Linked DNA regions of Rattus norvegicus: region 2 is linked to region 1. The links are chromatin contacts, called in public Hi-C maps. All regions are on one chromosome and are shown on one strand. Each heading gives the region's core, a stretch centred on a gene start, on an enhancer-like site or on the middle of the called end of the contact. The rest is flanking DNA. Distances are from core to core; before and after follow the strand shown.

The links. A called contact is a pair of places that touch in the nucleus more often than the background predicts.
Region 2: a Hi-C map of Schwann cells shows a contact between it and region 1, with 3 times the contacts expected there. The contact joins the promoter of Slc1a2 here to the promoter of Fjx1 in region 1. A contact is called at or near these places in 3 of 12 Hi-C or Micro-C datasets (the A7r5 cell line, Schwann cells and mammary epithelial cells) and 1 of 1 datasets of contacts at active chromatin or transcription factors (oligodendrocytes).

Annotation. Positions count from the first base shown.
Region 1 is chr3:109,230,027-109,232,896 of GRCr8, forward strand. Fjx1 (four-jointed box kinase 1) reads right to left here and starts at 1,298. Exons shown (of 1, transcript NM_001108955.1): 1 at 1-1,298. The coding sequence starts at 1,161.
Region 2 is chr3:109,458,709-109,461,408 of GRCr8, forward strand. Slc1a2 (solute carrier family 1 member 2) reads left to right here and starts at 1,401. Exons shown (of 11, transcript NM_017215.3): 1 at 1,401-1,528. The coding sequence starts at 1,512.

The DNA of each region.
Region 1 (2,870 bases), core at 48-2,547:
GAGCCGGGCTGCCGCGTCCTGACCCCGGTGCAGCTCCAAGACGCGCCTAGCAGTCCGCTCTCGGAATACACACACCGACTGTAGCAGCGGTTCGTTATACTTGTCCCACATGCCGGCTACCCGGTACCCGTGCACCAGGCCCGCCTCATTGTCCAGAAAGACCAACGCCCCTCCTGGTCCTCGGTGCAGGTTGCTTGTAGCGCGGTGCATAACGCGTGGGTCCCACTGTAAGCTGAAGAGGTTGCTTACAAGCCGGTCGAAGTTGGCTGTCAGGTAATCGAAGAGGATCAGATCGGTCCATTGTACCAGGTCCACCAGCTCCGCCTGGCTGAGGTTGGTCAGCTCGCCCCCGGCGTCGCGCAGGGGCCGCAGACGGCCGTCCTCTGATCGCCAGGGCTCGGGCACCACCACGTCGGTGAGGTTAGGCAGCCAGCGCGTCAGGCTCACCACGCTGCCCTCGGTCCAGTGCGCCGTGCGCAGCTCCTCCTGCACCTGCACCCACTGCGCGCCCCGAGCCTCCACCCGAGCCAGTGCCAGCGGCGGCACGTGGCGCTGGAGGCCCAGCAGGCGCGCAAGGTAGTAGGACAGGGCCTCGCCCTGTATCTGCTCTGGGTTGATGCCGTAGCGTACACAGGCACGGGTGCCGTCGGCAAAGCGGGCTAGGCGGTTGGAACTGCGTCCACAGCCCCCGCGATCCAGAGCCACCACCCGAGCTCCCCGTGCCACCTCCAGCCAAGCTGCTGCTTGGGCTTCGGAAAAGCCCCGGGGCACCTGCTCCTCCAGGCCGCGGCTCCAAAACACGCCCCCGTGCACTGCCGTGTGCTCCGCTGGCCAGGACAGCCCGGAGGGCACGTGCCGCCCGCGATCGTCCGGGTGCCTCCCAGGCGGGTTATCCGCGCCGGCCGCCAGGGTGAGCAGCGCCCGGAAAGTTTTCAGGGAGCCGCCGCGGGCGTCCCACACTAGGGGCGGGGGCAGAGGGAATCGCGGCTCGGGCGCGGGGCCGCCACTCTGGATCGGATGCCGAGGGAGTCGATCTTCCGGCGGCCGGGAGGCTGGCAGCTCGGTCCGTGGTGGCAGGAGCCCTCCCCACAGCGTTAGCAGCGAGCCCAAAGCCAGCAGCCAGAGCCCCGCGGCGGCGGCGCCCCGCATCTTCCGCCCCATGCTCCTGCCGGCGCGCCGGTGCCACCGCCGCCGCTTCAAGCCAAGCCCGGGCGCCCGGGTGCGGGCGGCGAGGCGGGCCCGGCTGCTGGCTGGCTCCCGGGCTTCGGGTGCCGGAGCCCCATCGCGGCCGCGGAGCGCTGCGGGGCTCTGACCAGCGCTCTGCCCCGGCGCTGGGAACTCGCCTCGCCGTGGCTTCCCAGCTGCTTTTGTATTTCGCTGTGAGACCCTCCGGCGGGCGCGATTCACAGGCGCCCGGACCACGTGGGAGCAAGGGGGATCCCCCTCCCCCTCCTCTGCCTCCTCTCCCCGCCCCCACTCCCCCGCCCCTTCCCTTCCTCTTCCCCTTAAAGCGGCAACCGATCCTTCCAGGAGCGAAAGGTGGCCCCACTCTCTGTCCCGGACTTCGGGACAGGGAGGAAGCCGGACTGGCGGCGTCCATGCGGGGGCGTCGGAGCGGGAGGGGGCCGAGGAGGGGCAGAGACCAAATATAGGGCTTGGCGGTAGCGGCGTGTCCGGTGCTCTTGTGGGAGTGGGATGATCCCCTAGTACCCTCGTTTGGACTGTGTCTGATCCGAAAACTTCAGGCAGACTTCCACCGCAGTACAGGAAAGGGTCAGGGTGGGTCCTTTTGCAACTTCACTTGCTGTGATTCACGCTGGCTTATGTAAATTCTCGGGAATGTCCGGAGCCCTAGAGGATGTGACTCCAGAGGGGAGAGGAACCATCAATGACTTTGAACCCACAACCCCTCTCCAGAGCAAGCTCTCCAGTATGGATCATTGCAGTCTTGAGAGCCATGTGGTTGACTTTTGTGACTTTTCTTAGGGATGCTGTGCAAGTTGGATATTCAAGTCAGGTCTCCTGGTCTCATGCCACTTGGTTTTCCCTTTTTAAAGAATGTTCAATATGTAGGAATAGCGATATAAAGACAGATATAAACATTTATTGCCAACATTCTCAACTTGTTTTTTAGTTGTCATTTAGTCACCTTTTCCCCAATTATAATTTTCACCCAAACAAGGGAAAATAAACAACAATCGTTTTTACTAGTTTAGTGTAAAGGAGAAAAAGTGGGAAGGGGACAGTGAAGAAAAACCAAACCAACACAACATAAAAACCGATGCATCTTCCTCCAGACTTTCTTGGTTTAATCTACCAGAAAAGTCACTGGCAAACAAACTAGCTCTTTTCTTTCCTTTCTTGTATCCCATATCCAAAATCAGAGATTCTTAGTCATAAGTTCAGGGCTGTGAGGGTTCAGTTGTCCCGAGAGCCAGATCTGGCACGCCAGGGAACTGTCCCAGGACCTGTGCATACTCCCAGGTTCTCTAAAGGCTACTCCCACAGCCCTATAGCCAGAGCTTAAAATCGGCTTCTTTCACATTGTGGGTCTTTTCCTCTCCTTATATCCCTCTACTCAGTACACATGAGAGGTTTCAGCTGCCATACTGTGTATATTTATCCTGGAGTTATAGGGTAGACAATGTAATGTTTCTAACAGAGTAGAAACATTAACCCTCTAAAACATAGCTGGCCCAGCCCTGACCCAACACATACACCTTCATGGGTTTCTTCCCCACGGGTGCTCTGTGTGCTGCGTGAAGTGTGGGGTCTTTCTTGAATGTGTTCCCAACCATGGGCTTTTTATAGCTCAGATCTGATAAAAGGATTACAGTGCCTCCCATATGGATCCAGTACAATATATTAAT
Region 2 (2,700 bases), core at 151-2,650, 230 kb after region 1:
TTGTCCAGCAGAGGAAAAGAAGGTTTTGTCTTTCAGGTGGCCACAGGGTTAGCAGGTGGAGGACCTGTAGGTGTCTGCTGTGTCCCAGTCCCCGAGATAATAAAAGCTGAACAGAACTTGTCATTATTATGCAAAGCTGGGCATGAGATTTGGACTCTCCCTTGCAGGAGCCCATCTGTCTTTGCACACCTCCCCCATACTCGGAGGCCTGAGGAGAACTGAGCACCCGGTTGGTGGAAGAGATACGTCTCCAGCACTTGGCCTGGGGAGTGGGGGTGGGGGTGGGAGTGGGGGTTAGGAGAGAGAGAGAGAGAGAGAGAGAGAGAGAGAGAGAGAGAGAGAGAGAGAGAGAGATTATGGCCTCCCTCACACCCCGCCCGCCCTCGGAGAACCACATTAATATTAATATAGACGAATGATCGAATGTCCGGGATTTATTCGGGCCCCGGCGATGAAGGACCCGCAGCTGGGTCGCGGTTCCTTCCGGCCACCTGAGTGTTTCTGCAGCTCAGATTCTGTGGGACTCCCCATCCCAGAAGTTGTAGGATGAGGGTGGGTGTGCCGGTCTGTGTGATGTGAGCACGAGCAGATGTCCAGGGAGTGATGGGGACCGCCAAGGCTTCTCCAAGGATTGGGGACGGAGGGGCATCCCGGGTCTCAGCACTTGGCCCAGCACAGGGTGACCCGGGGCCACTCGGACGCGAGAAGAAACAATAGCGACTCCTTAGACCCTGGGATCCTGCCACTGGCTGTCCAAAGCGTTCCCGGACTACCGGCAGAGCCTTTTTTTTTTTTTTTTTTTTTTTTTTGTTAATTTATGACTGGAGACTGGTGGGGGAGGGACAACAGAAGAGGGACAGCGTCTAAAGATGGGGGGCAGGGGCAACGGTTAAAGAAGTCGCCCCAGGCTGAGGCTCGGGTGATGTCAGCTCTGGACAAAAATAGAGAGCGATCGCCTGCAAATCCCCAGCTCCGGCGGGGCTAAACCTTGCAATCCCTCTTCGGCCGGCGCCGAGCCAGGGCGCAGCAGCCTCCACCGCCTCCCCCGGCGCGCACACACCAGCACACGCGCACGCACGCACACACTCCCCCGCACTCGCACTCCCGGTCTTCCCCAATCCCGCTCGGTGACGGCCACTCGTGGTACGGGTCTGCCCCGCGGCGAAGCACAGACACAGGTGGCGGCCAGGACGCAGGGAGCGTGTTCCTGCAGCCCTGCGACCAGCGCGACCTTGCAGGAGCCGGTGTAAGATCCCCGTAGCTCCTCTCGGAGCGCTGGCCGCGAGCCGTTCACGGGAACGCGGACCGCGCGCGGTGGAAAGCCAGGACGTGGATTAGCGCCCGCAGCAGCCTCCGCGCGCGCCGAGGCGCTAAGGGCTTACCCAGGAGGGGGGTGCGAGGGCGGAGAGAGGCTGCCCGTTAAATACCGCTCCCCGCCGCACTCCGGGCTCACCCAGCTCGTCGCCACTGTCTCCAGACCGTGCCCGGGAGGAGGGGGCGTTCCCCACGCCATGGCATCAACCGAGGGGTGAGAGTTTTTCTGGGTACCTGTGGGGAAGCGGGAGCCGCGCGCAGGGTGGTGGTGCCCTATCCCAGATGGGGACAGAGAACTGTGACCGGGACCTCTGAAACCCTACCAGAGCGCTCGCCAGGCTGGAGGTGGTGGGAAGGGGTCCGGTTTCTTTGGTGGTCTAGCTGTCCTTTGAGGATGCGGGAGACAGAGAATTGGATCTAATGAAAGGGTGAATTACTATCAGGGTGTGGAAAAGTGTGAAAAGAAACCGTAGAGGTTACTTCAGAGATTTAAAGGCAATGAAGAATTGTCCATAGAGCCTGCAGGAGACACTGCCTGGGCTGCAAGGTGGGGACCGGTTGGAATGAATGAGCCGGGACCAGAGCAGGGGCGGGGCGAAGAGAAGCGCACAGCCCTGAATGCTTGCTTTGGGCGCGCGCGGGTAGGGGATGAGGGCAAGCCCCCAGCCCAAGAGATTTTTGCTTTTGGATATCGGAATCTCCCTGGCTAGCTGCAGGGAAGAGTGGAAGAGATTTGGGTGCTTCCCGATAGAGAAGAGAAAACCTGTAGCTTGGAGCAAGACTAGACTTTCCAAACTTATCTGGGCTATCACTGGCTTTTTTTTTTATTTTGCCTGTGGCCTTGGAGTCGCCCCTGTCTCTTGAGGCCACAGTTGTCATGATGATCGCTTCTGTGGTAGAAGGACAACTGTATTTAGCAAGGGAAGCATGGGGAATGCAAGAGTCCCTTGAATACTCACTCCAACGCATCCTAATCCTGTCTCCCCAAAACACTTCTCAGGCTTTCCGGAGCCTAGAACAGAATAAAAAGAACAATTGGGGACCCCAGCTTTTGGGTTATTCCACAAATGGCACTAGCTGCTTTTGAGAGACCAGTGGACCCACACCTCAGAAACAAGTATCAGGGGCTGCTCAGGACTATATACTTGAGTCCTAGGTTCTGGCATTTTCTGGAGCATGCTTAATAGAAGTCAAACTCCACCAACTTTCGGTGAGGTGGTAGGTGGTGATCTCTAAGCAGGAGTGGAGAGAAGGTGTTTAAAGCCAGACTTCGAGATTCCAACCTCAGACAAAGAAAATACTTCTAAACCTGCCCATCTGTGTCCAAGAGAAACAGCCCATCCATCTATTTCTCTCATCCCCCAAATCTTTCGAAAGGCGCCTAGC